Regions from separate parts of the Mus musculus genome. Here region 2 is linked to region 1. The links are chromatin contacts, called in public ChIA-PET maps. All regions are on one chromosome and are shown on one strand. Each heading gives the region's core, a stretch centred on a gene start, on an enhancer-like site or on the middle of the called end of the contact. The rest is flanking DNA. Distances are from core to core; before and after follow the strand shown. Region 1 has its middle 16 kb from the start of Fchsd2. Region 2 overlaps Pde2a (phosphodiesterase 2A, cGMP-stimulated).

The links. ChIA-PET counts read pairs in DNA pulled down with a chosen protein or histone mark.
Region 2: a contact with region 1 is called in an RNA polymerase II ChIA-PET map of memory CD8 T cells, with 17 read pairs. The contact joins two enhancer-like sites. A contact is called at or near these places in 1 of 39 promoter capture datasets (pre-B cells), 1 of 484 Hi-C or Micro-C datasets (embryonic stem cells), 6 of 115 datasets of contacts at active chromatin or transcription factors (embryonic stem cells, large pre-B cells and memory CD8 T cells) and 1 of 9 other capture datasets (embryonic stem cells).

What each region holds. Positions count from the first base shown.
Region 1 is chr7:101,089,094-101,095,708 of GRCm38.p6, forward strand. No RefSeq gene overlaps it. Among named protein-coding and RNA genes, the nearest start is that of Fchsd2, 16 kb to the right of the region's middle. Within about 2 kb of position 3,763, at least 102 of the 459 cell types and tissues checked have an H3K27ac peak or open chromatin away from gene starts, as enhancers often do.
Region 2 is chr7:101,498,042-101,504,656 of GRCm38.p6, forward strand. It overlaps Pde2a (phosphodiesterase 2A, cGMP-stimulated), which reads left to right. Exons shown (of 30, transcript NM_001143849.2): 6 at 2,347-2,406; 7 at 2,936-3,077; 8 at 3,569-3,621; 9 at 3,813-3,887; 10 at 3,973-4,014; 11 at 4,493-4,561; 12 at 4,771-4,901; 13 at 5,258-5,369; 14 at 5,783-5,822; 15 at 5,931-5,994; 16 at 6,337-6,409; 17 at 6,530-6,615. Among named protein-coding and RNA genes, the nearest start is that of Mir139, 26 kb to the left of the region's middle. Within about 2 kb of position 2,545, at least 29 of the 459 cell types and tissues checked have an H3K27ac peak or open chromatin away from gene starts, as enhancers often do.

The DNA.
Region 1 (6,615 bases), core at 2,513-5,012:
TAATATCCAAAGACCTGTCCAAGACCCTCTCTACCCGCTCCCCAGGTGCCTCTCTTCTGTATGGCGCCTGGAGACCTGGGCTTTGAGTCCAGTCTGACTGCCTAGCTTATCAATTGGAAACTTCTAACAACAGAGACCAGAGGAACCCTGAGTCTCCAAGGCACTGGAAAGATATCCCACCCAGGGGTCACATTAGTGAGTAGAGATGAGTAGATAGGACCCCAATGGGAGAGAGAAGCTTTGCATTCTAGCCCAGGGTCAGCTGCCATGACACTGTGCCTTCATCAATTCTTGCCATCCTGAAACAATGAGCTGGCACCCACTCTGCTGGGAGTTCCTGTCTCTTCTGCTTCGTGGTGTGGGAGAAGGCCACACCCTCCTGATTGCATCCTGCTCTACGTTCTTAGCTTTTTGATCCCTCTCCAGCAACACCCCTGCCCCAGCCTAGTTCTACAAATGATATCAATTTTACCTCTGGCTCCAGATGCTAGGGGCGAACAACCACTCTCTTAATTCACTATGTGACCTTGAGCAAGGAAGGCATTGGCTTTGGGGTAGTTACAGTTTCATGACTTTTAGATTGGAGAAATGAGCCAGGCATGGTAGTGTACATCTATAATCGCAGCCCTGGGGAGGCTGAGGAAGCCGGAGTGTGGTGAGTTTGGGGTTACCCTGGACTACATAGCAGGTAGCAGGTCAGCCAGTGTTATAGAGCAAGACCCCGTTTCAAAAAAATAAAAAATAAATAAATAAATAAAGCTGGGTGCGGTGGCTCACACCTTGAGTTCCAGTCCTAAGGAGACAGAGGCAGGCAGATCTCTATAAGTTTGGGGACAGAATGGTTTACATTGTGATCGCCAGGCCCACCAGGACTAAATAGTAAGTCTCTGTCTCAAAACATAATTAATAAATCAATTAATTTTAAAAAGTGGAGAGCTGGTCTGGGGACGAAACCCTGTGGTAGGGAACTTTCCTGGTATGTTTGAGAGTTCCTGGGTTTAAGCCACAATCCAAAAGCAACATTGTAAGGCAGAACAAAACAATAGAGTGTTAAAAGTGATTCAGTGGTAGGACACTTGCCTAGCATGTGAAAGCCCTAGCACTTGATCCCCAACATGGCCAATAAATGAGTTATTTGATGTAGTTGAAAGGAGATGTTCTATCTTAGGTCATGGTCATTGCCTACAGAAAGGCCTCCATGGGGCTGGCATGATGGCTTAGTCAGTAAAAGGCACTTGCTGTATAAAACTGAGGACCCAAGTTCAATCCCCTGGACCCACAAGAAAGTGGAAGAACAGAACCGACTCCACAAAGCTGTTTTCTGAGCTCCACACTAGTGCGGCAGTCCACACTGGATAGTCACTATCTCTCTATGCAGTTGTTCTCTATCGGGTGGGGAGAGAGAAAGCCAGATAGCTCTAGGGCCGACTATAGATTCTACATAGATAGAATTCCCCCAGGAGGGTTGTTAGCTGATAAAACTTGAGGAAAGGCAAAGAATTGTGTTGAAATCAGGCCTCCTGCATCAGAATGGATTGCACTAATTGGCAAGTTGGGCTATTCCTTGCCCCTCCCCCACTTCTCCACTTGGTGACTTAACAATGTTTCAAGATCCCAGGCACAGGTCTCGTCTGCTTCCCCAAGAAATCTCACTTATCATACTTACCTCTGTAGGCTTTTATCTTATTTTGTTTTATTTTCTGAGACAGGGTCTTACTATGTAGTCTTGGCTATCTTGAAACTCACTATGTAGACCAGGTCCGTCTGGAACTCACAGAGATAAGCTAAGTGTTGGGAGATGCCACTTAATTCTTTTGACAGGGTCTTACTCTGTAGTCAAAACTAGTTTAGAACTCATTATGTAGCTCAGGCTGACTCTGAGCTCGTGGAAATCTTGTAGCCTCTTACAGGCACAACCTGGAGAGTACTGGATATCTAAGCATGAACCACCATAACTGTCTCTGTAGGGTTCTTTACGAATCTCTCTCTCTCTCCTCAGATGATGTCCAAAGTCAAGAGCCTGTTGGATTTCAGAAATTAAATACTGTATGCCTCTAGCATTAGTCCAATAAAAAGATCTAGAGGGGGCAAAGCTGTATCTCTGTCTCTGTCTCTGTCTCTCTCTCTCTGTATGTGTGTGTGTGTCTGTGTGTGTGTGTGTCTGTGTGTGTGTACACGGGCACATGTATTATATTTTGACAGGATCTCTAGCTGGTCCATCCAATTAGGTATGTAGTCAAGGGATGACCTTGGACTTCTGACCTCCAGATTCCACCTCCAGAGTCCTGAGATTACAAAGTGCACATCTTTCCCTCATTTATGCAGTGTTGGGGATTGAACCCAGAGCTTTGTGCATGTTAGGCAAGCATTCAGTCAACCAAGCCACATCCCCTATTGAGACTACCTGATCTTTAATGCCTTCCCTATCCTTGGGGACGGTAAGTTAGAAAGGAAAATGAGCTAGAGAAATGGAGAAGTCAGCACCATCTTCCTTCCTGTGGTACTTCACAGGTGTGTGTGGATTAACTGTGTGCTGGTGAGAAGCCCTTCTGCCCGGACTCCTCTCTGTGGAAGAACCCAGACCCCAAGCCCAAAAGGCTTCTAGATATCCCAAAGATGTTCCTCAGCTTAGGTGGGAATCTACTCATGCTATGTTACATGTTTGCCTTCTGTGGTTAAGCCTTGGTAATTAGTTTCAGAACATTGTAAAGGTTAACTGGTTTAACTGGCAGCCAGAGTCACGGGCCTGCTGCAGGGAGACAGGTAGGTGTGCATCTGGGCAGCAGAGAAGAGGCTCCTGCCTCCCTGGTGAAAGGGAAATAGAAAAATAAAACAATTATGCTGCGCATGTGCCCATGGGATCACATAGCATGAACCCATGAGTTTGAGACCAGTCTGCAAAAATCATGAAACCTTGTCCTAAAACAATAAAAAAGTTAGGCTGGTGCATCTTGGTTGTAGAGAGCTAGAGCTACTTTAACATTGCCAAGCATCTGTGAGAACCCAGGTTTAACCTTAGCATTATAAAGACTACAAGAACACACACACACACACACACACACACACACACACACACACACACACACTTTCCGTGGATGTCTCTCTCTTCTAATGTACAAAAAAAGCACTTTTAGAGAATCGTTATTTAAGATCAGGCTTCCTGAGCCGGGCAGTGGTGGTGCATGCTTTTAATCCCAGCACTCGGGAGGCAGAGGCAGGCGGATTTCTGAGTTCGAGGCCAGCCTGGTCTACAGAGTGAGTTCCAGGACAGCCAGGGCTACACAGAGAAACCCTGTCTTGAAAAACAAAACAAACAAACAAAAAAAGATCAGGCTTCCCTACGAATGTCCCGGGAACATCACTGCCTTTCCACCTGAGCCAGTCCCTTTCTAAGAGGGGATCTTTCCATTTTTAAAATTGAACAGGTTTCATCAGGACTAGGGGGCTCATGATTTTCTGCGTGTTTCTTCTGTCCCCAACTATACAGGTGAACTGAAGTTTCATCAAGGCCAGAACCCTATTCTCCAGAGATTGAGGCAAATAGGCTTCCTGCCTCAAGCACACAAGGTTTTCTCTCGTCCGTAGGGAGTTCAGAACTGATGCTGACTGGCCTAAGCCTCCAGGAGGAACAAGACCATCTGGGAGCTGGCACACACAGAGGCCCACAGCTTGCTTGCTGCCTAGAAAGGAGGTGGAAAGGAGGCCTGGTTCGGAGTGAAACGGAAGTGCCTGAGCTCTGACAGTTGCTCTTGTGTAGTCTCTGCAGCCAGGAGGGAAGTAAAACTGTCGGACGTCTGCAGCTTTGGCCCTGAGAGCTCATGAGGCAGCAACAGGTGAGGCGAAGGCCTGGTGCAGGAGAAGGCTTGCTGTCTGGTCTCAGTCCTGGTCAGAGGTTATCTTTGGCAAGTAGGCTGGCTCAAGGATTCAGGAGGACGATAAAGGAAAAAGCTATGAAATAGGTTCATGACAGGCAAATCTCAATGCTTCGCTGAGTTCAGGCACTTCTATTTTAAGAAGTGGGGCTTGGCTAAGTTCACCCCTGAAATAAGGATTTCTGGAAGGGGTGGGGGGATGGGGATCCAAGAGGCAATTTGTTTATAAGGAGTCTGGCCCCTGTAACCTTGCTGGCAGTGGACTCAGCATTGTGGAGGATCATTAGCGGGAGAAGGGGTCCTCTCAGGGGGAGGTCCAGGGATGGTGCAGTGACTTGCCTAAGGTCACAGAGCTTTAGTTGCTCAGATGGGGCTCGAGTGTGAAAAGAAAGAGGAATTGAAAAGAGGATGCAGCCAAAGAGAAGCATTTGCTTGGTGCTCTCCCCAAGATCTGAGTCAGGTTAGGCCTGGAAGAACAAACTCACAGCTAGGGAGGGAAAGGAGGACTTCCTCACAGAAGCAGTGGCTTTCACAAGCCTGGTGGCTCACACCTGTAACCCAGCACCTACAAGGCTCGGGCAAAGGGTAGGTTGTGAGTGTGAAGCCAGCCTGGGCAGCAGTGTGAGTTCCAGGTCAGTGTGGCCCTCAGAATGAGACCTTGTCTCAAAACAGAACAAAACACAACAAGAACAAAACCTAACAAAGAAGTCTCATTATTTTAGTTTCTGAGACAGACAATTTTACTCTGTAGCTCTGCCTGGCCTTAAAACTCAGAGATCTGCCTGCTTCTGTATTAGTGCTGGGATTCAAAGGCAGGCAACAGCACCCAGCTATGGGCAAACTGTTAATTAATAAGGATGGCTTTGAACTGATATTTAAAAGGGGGAAATGGGAGCTTAGCCTGCAGAGAGAGGGGGGAAAGGTGCTGAAGGCAAGGGGACCAGCGCATGCAGAAGTCATTAAAAAGTGTGAGATTGCTAAGGCAGCCCGGCAAGTGTGGGACAATGGATGCATACGGTGTGATGGGCGCAACACATGGACTTGAGAGGTGAGGATGTCTAGGCTGGCTGGTGCCAACCAATAAGCTTGCCCTTAGCTGCCACTCTGGCACCCATGAAAAAGCTTACAGTGAAGAGTGGGTAGTGGAGTGGGCAGGAAGGAGCACTCTAAAATTTATCCTTGACTGCCTCTCTTCCTGTAGATGAGAGAATTATCTACCAATTTCAAGCAAGTCCTTTAAGAGAGAATCAAAATAAATGGAAAAGTCCTGGCTCTTAGCTGGAATTTTTTGTAGCCTTTGAAAAGTTGTAGCTAGATCATAGCAGGTGCCTTATTCTAAAAGATACTCTAAATATGCCACTAAGAACTATGTGAAGAATAGGCTTCAAAATATTCAAGGAAGGTTCAAAGTACACACACATTTGGGAGGTAGAGGCAGGAGGATTAGAAGTTCAAGGTCATTTTTAGTTAAACAGTGAGTTGGAAGCCAGCCTGGGCTACTTAAGTCCTTGTTGAAAAAAAAAAACCACAAAATACATCCAAAACGAAATGAAAAAAGAATAATCTGATTGGCTGTGTATAGTTGCTAACAGTATAGACAGTTACATGTTATATTGCTTTCAAATTAATCAGGATAAATAAAAGAAAGATAATGAGAATTAGCTATTTATCTGGGATATTTTGGATGAGTTCTTGAAAAAAATTGTGGACAATACAAAAAACAAAATCTCCAAGACGTTGGACTTAATTTGGAAAAAAAAACAGGGTGCATTTAAGCAGAGGAGCCTAAGGGCAGACAGCTTGATCTAGGCAGCAAGGAAGACAGAGGACAGAGTATGTGGTTGGGGTCAGGCAGGAGTAACTACAAAGAGGCCTTGATGAGAGAGCTCAGGGTGTCAGGCCCCACCTCTGTTGAGAAAAAGAAACACACAAAGGTGCAGAGGAAACGAAAATTGAAATGTAGGTGCTCCTGTGGCTTTGGTAGGGGCAGGTGTGGTTAGCAAGGGAAGTGAAAGGGGCTGAGTGACTGGCAGCCCAGCTTTGAGGGAGAAAGATAGCTTGTGAGGGTGAAGGACAGCTTATAAGGGTGTTGGAGGCCCCTCTCTGGCCAGGAGTCCCATTCCAGGGTGGGGTATGGTGAGGGGCTGTCTTGGTTAAGGTTTTACTGATATGAGCAGACACCATGACCAAGGCAACTCTTATAAAAGATATTTCATTAGGGCTGGCTTACAGGTTCAGAGATTGAGTCCATTATTATCACGGCAGGAACTTGGCAGCACCCAGGCAGTCATGGTGCAGGAGGAGCTGAGAGCTCTACATCTTCATCTGAAGGCTGCCAGCAGAATACTGGCTTCCAGGCAGCTAGGATGAGGGTCTTGAAGCCCACACCCACAGTGACACACTTCCTCCAACAGGGATACACCTAACAGTGCCACTCTGTGACCTGAGCATATACAAACCATCACAGGGGCTACGCTTTGAGGAAAGCTGAGGGTCAATGGGAAGCATCATATCCTTTCCCTCAGTGTCCTGCTTCCTTCTGTCAAGCCTTTGTTCTCTCTTTTGATATGAGTGTCCTTTGTCACTTTTCCAGCACCCTAGGGTTTCTGCCAGGCCCTGCCAGGCCCTGGAGAACCTGCCTGAAGCTCCTGGTCCTTGGTTTCCTGCTGCGTCCTGCTCAGTTGCTTGAGCAAGTGGACAACAAAGCTCTGCCTGGAAGCAAGCTTTGTTCTGTGCTTTGAGT
Region 2 (6,615 bases), core at 1,295-3,794, 410 kb after region 1:
GGGTTAGATGGAGCTGCAGTCAGCAAAGGACCTGCTGAGCAACGTGCCATCCAGGTGCACAGCTGAGTGCCGGAGTTCTCAACTTTCCCAGCTCAGTTCAAGGCGCCTTGATTGCACAGTCTTTGTGTGGAAAGCCTCACTCTGTTTCCCAGTTCTGGGAGAATAAGTCTCTTTGAAGAGTGGGCGGCTCTTGGTCTCTGGCATATGATGCTTTGCGCCTGCTCCCTGTCCCCTAGCCCTGCCTGTTAGCTCCTTGCATGGAGTAGGGTGTTCATGACATTAGTCATGCTGAACTTGATGGGAGTGGGCCTGGTAGTCTGGCCAAGTTTTTCATTCTTTCTAAACCCTGGTGCCCACCGATTAGCATTTCCCACCGAACCCCAGACACCCACCTTAACATTAGCATTTACAAGGGTAAATGTTACCACATGGGAGTGTGTTGGGGGGATGAACTGGTTTGTGTTATGAAATGTCGGAAGTATGGGTGTGGCTCTTGGGTGTATGAACTAATTTCCTGAGTGTGTACATGTGGATGGTGCAGGCAGTGGTGGTGTGTGTGTGTTTCCATGGGGCAGTGAATGCAAGTGTGTACATGTGAAGGGGCCTAAGGTTCTTGCAGCAAGTACCTGTGTGTGCCTGAGCATGTGCTGACTGGCTGGACTGAGGCAGCCCAGCAGTGCATGCTGGGATGAGGGAACATCACAGTTTCTTCTTTTCCCTCAGCAATTTCAGCCTCACAGTTCTGCTTCTGGGTCCAGGCCTTTGGGAAACCAAGGAGTTGGTTCCCCCACTGCTCCCAGCTCTAGAGGGGTCCCACCTGCTCCTCTCCCTGAGAGATGGGGCTCTCCTCTACATCCTAACCAGAAAAGGCCAGCACAGTTATGTAAACAGCATGCAGCTTCAACTCAGTCCTAACCCTCCCACCTCCAGTCTCCTCCAGGTCTTCCTGGCTCTAGTCTTGCTTCCTGTCATTTACCTTCCGTCCCATAGATGACAGCTATCAGATCTAAAGTTTACCACAGCATCCTAAATCCCAAGTTCTAGGCCCTTCCCTCAGTGACTCCATGGACTTTACTCCCTATCCCAGGGACCTCATCTTCCTGTAAACCTCCCACTTGGCTCCTAATCAGGACAGCCTTCTATCTACAGCGCCCCCTTCTGCTTGTACTTCCAGCGCAGGAAGCCCCCCAGATCCCATTCCCTCTAAGAGTCACAGTCTGTCTATGTACCCCGACCCCCTCAGGTATAAGGTCCCACACCCCCTTCCACGCGTACCCCGACTCATCCCGCTCCTGGCCAGCCTGTGAGCTTCCTGCTGGTCTCCTCCTCCTCATCTGTTCCTGGCAGGGGACCCAGCGCAGGGAGGCAGGCAGGGGCTGCTGGGTGAGGGAAGCAGGATGAAGCCCACACCCCCTGCGAGCACTGTGGGAGCCCCACAGGTGGCGAACAGCTTTGAGTAAGCTAAGGAAGTTGAGACAGCAGGTGGGGAGGAAGCCTTGTTGGCGGGCCACCATGGGTCCCTAGGCTGTCATCTCTGCTTTTTTCCATCCCCGTTTCTCCACATTTCCCTCTTAAACACCCAAGAGTGCTAGAGGAAGAGCATGAAAGATGGCTGAAGTGAGCCCTGGTGACTAACTAGCACAGGGACACAGGACAGGGGAGGATAACCGCGTGGTAAGAATGAATCTAGAGAGTCAACATGGAAGCGGGAAGGGGAGGGGTGGATAGAGATGTCCTAACGCTGCTACTTTCTGCTTGATGATTTTCGGAAGGTCCCCCACCTCTGGCCTCCCTGGCTCATCTGTAAGGGGAAGATTGCATCTCCCCATGGTGAGAACCATGTGTAAGGCAAAAAGCACTCCCTCCCTCAGCCCATTCATCTGTGCACAGCTTCCTGGCAGGTGTCAGTCATGCCTGGGCTCCCTTCTTTAACCCCAGATGTAAGGGCAACTCAAACCCCACTCAGAACGGATGGAGCTGGAGGCTAAAGCCAATTCCACAAATCCTCTAATCAGGGCCTGAAGCGCTCCGTGTGTGGACGATGGAGAAGGGTCTGAGGTCCGCCTTCCTGACTCTGTATACCTGGACTGGGCTGTCTGTGGCACAGTTTGCTCCAGGAACGGAACAGTAAGCGTGGAAAGTGATGGGACAGACAGGAAAGTTCCACTCTTATCACCTGCCCTGGACGTCTTCCTTGGGAAAGTCACCTTCAGAGCTAGCTGCCTGGCTTACATGGAGGTCATAGACTGTATTGGTGGCAACTGGTGTTGAGCTGGCCACGGGAGGACATGCAAGTGAAGACAGACTGGGGAAGGTCACATCTGGTCGCTTCTCCCTTCTCTCCAGGTGCACTGTGGCCAGCTGAGTGACAGTGAGGAACAGAGCTTGCAGGTGGTAGAGAAGCACGTGAGTCGGGTAGGATCGTGGTAACACAGGGGCTGCTGAGGATCCTTACCAGAGCTTGTAGGAAAGACGATCTGGCCAGAGAGCTGGACAGGCCTGGCTTCTGGTTCCAGCGTGACCACCTTGAGCAAGCAGTTTCACAACTGAAGATGGGGTAACATAGCGCTAACTTAGCTGGGTTAGTGATGAGTCAAAGACCCTGTGTATAACTGAGGCTCTTTTCTGCCTAATGTTTCAGGAGTCTGTGATCTTAATCAGGGTGGTGTTAGACAGGAAATCTGATCCTCTTTTGAAGAGTCTGCGAGCGGGGGTCCGGGGGCAGCTATACTTAGCCGTGGAAGAAGCGAGGCTCTAAGGACAGTGGGAGCTCCTAGGAAGTGGAGGGACCAGCGGGTTGAATTGTTTGGAACCAGAACAGGGATAGGCAATGAACATTATGGGGGACCCAAGAGGGATTTGTTTGAGCTAAGGAGGGGAGTCAGGTAGTGACACTGAACGGCAAGGTCATGCTGACCACTCGGCCGTCCCCTAGGCTCTGGTAGCCCTGCGGAGGGTGCAGGCCCTGCAGCAGCGCAGGCCTGAAGCTGTTCAGAACACGTCAGTGGATGCCTCTGAAGATCAAAAGGATGAGAAGGGGTACACCGACCATGACCGAAAGATCCTGCAACTGTGTGGTGAGGGCCAAACTCGGGCAGGTCTATAGGATAGGGTCGATCCTGGAGGGGCAGGGCCAGGTCTCTGGAGTGGGCGGGACCTGAGAGGTGAGTTATAACACAAGGCAGAACCCAGATAACACTTGGAAAGCATGTGGGTGTTCTGGGTGGTCTTGTGGAGCCTGAGGCGAGGTAGGGGCGGAGCCTGAGAGTCAGGGGTGGAGCCTTAAGCAAGGCAGGGGTGGAGCCTGAGGAGAAGCAGGGGTGGAGCCTGAGGAGAGGCAGGGGTGGAGCCTGAGGAGAGATGGGGCGGAGCCTGAGGAGAGACAGGGGCGGAGCCTGAGGAGAGACAGGGGCGGTGCCTGAGGAGAGGCAGGGGTGGAGCCTGAGGAGAGACAGGGGTGGAGCCTGAGGAGAGACAGGGGCGGAGCCTGAGGAGAGGCAGGGGTGGAGCCTGGAAGCAGCCCCCAGGCAAGGCAGAGCCCTCTCTGATTTCAGCCTTGTTCTTGCAGGGGAACTCTTTGACTTGGATGCTACTTCTCTGCAGCTCAAAGTCCTTCAATATGTGAGTCCCTGAGCATCTATCTCCTCTTCCACCCTCTCTCTCTCCAAAGACCAACAGACCCTTGACCCCATCACCTCTGTTCAGATTGGGACACCCCACCCTCTCTTCTCTTCTACAATCCTGAAAAACCCAGAGAGGCTAGCGGGTGTTCCAGCCCCGCCCTCAGCCTGGCTCTGTCTGTCCCCCTGCAGCTGCAGCAGGAGACACAGGCCACTCACTGCTGCCTCCTGCTGGTGTCGGAGGACAATCTACAGCTTTCCTGCAAGGTGAGGGTTCAAGTCCACGGTGAGGCGGGGCAACCCGTGTCTGCCTTTCCTCCCATAAACCTGTCTCCATTCCTGGGTCCCACAGGTCATTGGAGACAAAGTGCTGGGAGAAGAGGTCAGCTTTCCAGTGAGTTCCATCTCCATCCTCAGCATTGGAGCCTGCAGGGACCAGGAAGGCCTAGCAACTGGGGCCACCTAGATGTCTTGGTGGGAGCAGTCCAGGTCGTGAGAGCTACTTAGAAGAATTACGAAGGAGCCCTGTCTCTCATGATCAGACTCTAGTAGAAGCAAGCTCGTAGAGGAAGCCTTAGATGAGACAGGCTTGAGTGTTTCTAGACACGAACCTGTTAGAATCTCTTGAGATCAGTGAGACTCTTTGGGGTCTGCTTATCACTCTCTAGTTAGGGAAAACCCTCAAGTTCACTATTGATTACCAAGTCGTCCCTCTCCAACCCCCCCCCCCCACTTCTCTCCTCTGCTTCTCAGCATCAGCTCCATCCATTCCTGAACTGTTCAAAGGGTTTGTTGAAACTTCCAGACTTGGAAGGCAAGGATGGGTTGACCCAGGGAGAGCTGGGCCAACGGGGTCTCTCTTCACTTTCCAGTTGACCATGGGACGTCTGGGGCAGGTGGTGGAAGACAAGCAGTGTATCCAGTTGAAGGACCTAACCTCTGTAAGCCATGGCCATGCTGAGCCAAGGGAGAGGGAGGGGGAAACCCTTTGCTCAAGCCCCAGTGTCTTTGGAATGGGGTAGCCTAGAGATGGGGAGACAAGACCCAGACTTGGTGACACCCTGTCCTCGTGCCATAACGGGCTTCGGAGTGTGGTGAGAGCTAGGGAAGAGGCACACTGCCCCTCCTCACTGTTCCTTCATCTCTGCAGGACGATGTGCAACAGCTGCAAAACATGTTGGGTTGTGAGCTGCAGGCTATGCTGTGTGTCCCTGTCATCAGCCGAGCCACTGACCAGGTGGTGGCCCTGGCTTGCGCCTTCAACAAGCTTGGAGGAGATTTGTGAGTTTGAGAGTGGGGGTGTCATGGCACTATGGCAATAGCCCCAGGTTCTAGGGGGTCTGAAGTGGGAGGATCACGGGAGCCTAGAAGTTCCAGGCCAGCCTGAGCAACATGTACATAAGCCTGCCTCAAATAAACAGTGGCCTGAGGAGGAACCCACATTTTGGTCTGAGGGCAGTCAGAGCTTTCCCTAGAGCTCTGTGCCTGAAGGGGGAGAAGGCATGGTGTGTAGTCCCAGTGTGAAGAGTTTCATTAGCTGGCAGATAGGAGCTTCCTGGTAGCATGCAGGAAAGGAGAAAGGGGCCGAGAAGGCCATCTTCCCTGTCCTCTCTGCTGACCCCCAGCCCGACTTCCAGCTTCACAGATGAGGATGAACACGTGATCCAACACTGCTTCCACTACACAGGCACGGTGCTCACCAGCACCTTGGCCTTCCAGAAGGAGCAGAAGCTCAAGTGTGAGTGCCAGGTGAGTGCCTGCCTTGAGCTTTTCCCAAGAACCTGCGCGCGCCAGCCCCAGAAGGCTATCCACGAGGGTGATGCTGCCTGGGTTATCTAGGCCAGTGGCAGCACTGTGGCTGGGTAACCTAGTGACCTGGAAGTCCCTTAAAGAGAGAGAGGTCAGTATTTCCCTGGGCTCTAGGCATTGTCTGTGATTGCCCTCTAGTGTCTAACACGGGCACTACCACAACATCTGGGCAGCCAGAGGCAAAGGTGGCAGCCGTTTGAGACCCAAGAACTTCACTATTCTTCCCCAGCTCCTTCACTTAGTACCCAAAGGGTTTCATTAGGCACGTCAGTTGCCAGCCTGCTCTAGGAGCACTTGGGAAGGGATGAGAACATCCCGGGCCATCTTTACGATCTTCACTTCCTCCTTCCCAGGCTCTTCTCCAAGTGGCAAAGAACCTCTTCACCCACCTGGGTGAGTGATGTGTCTCCCACACAAGGCGTTTGGGGAGGAGGAGATGTGGAAGAGATGCTTGCCTGGCATTCCTCAGGTCTCACGTGCTTCTCCTTCCCCCTCCTCCAGATGATGTCTCTGTCCTGCTACAGGAGATCATCACGGAAGCCAGAAACCTCAGCAACGCAGAGATGTGAGCAGAAGTGGGGTGGTGCGGGAGGGGAAGTCTCAGCCCTCACCGCCTCTGCCCCCTCCCTACCTTCTTATCTGACATTTCCTTCTGCCTGGGCCCTTGTTTCAGCCAGGACAGCGCTAACTTTGCTTGCCATGGGTTTCTATGAAACCTAGTAGGAATTTAAAACAATACAATACAAAACAAATAAAAGGCAGATGGAGAGATGTTTGGAATTGTCCAGCTCCGAGGAGAGTGTCTCACTTTAGGACACTTTCCAGGGTCTCAGTAATCGCTACACTAGCCATATGTGGTGGTTCGAGAGGCGTCAGAACCCCACGAACCAACCTCTTCTCTCCACAGCTGCTCGGTGTTCCTGCTGGATCAGAACGAGCTGGTGGCCAAGGTGTTCGATGGTGGCGTTGTGGACGATGAGGTGAGGGAGTATGGAGGGTGTCCGGGAGTAAGCAAGAGGACCTGGGGGAAAAGCCACATTTGAAAAGTGTCTATACGGCAGGCTAACTTCTTGCTTTCTATTCCATCCCTGTTTGGGCAGAGTTATGAGATCCGCATCCCGGCGGACCAAGGCATCGCGGGCCACGTGGCGACTACGGGCCAGATCCTGAACATCCCAGATGCATA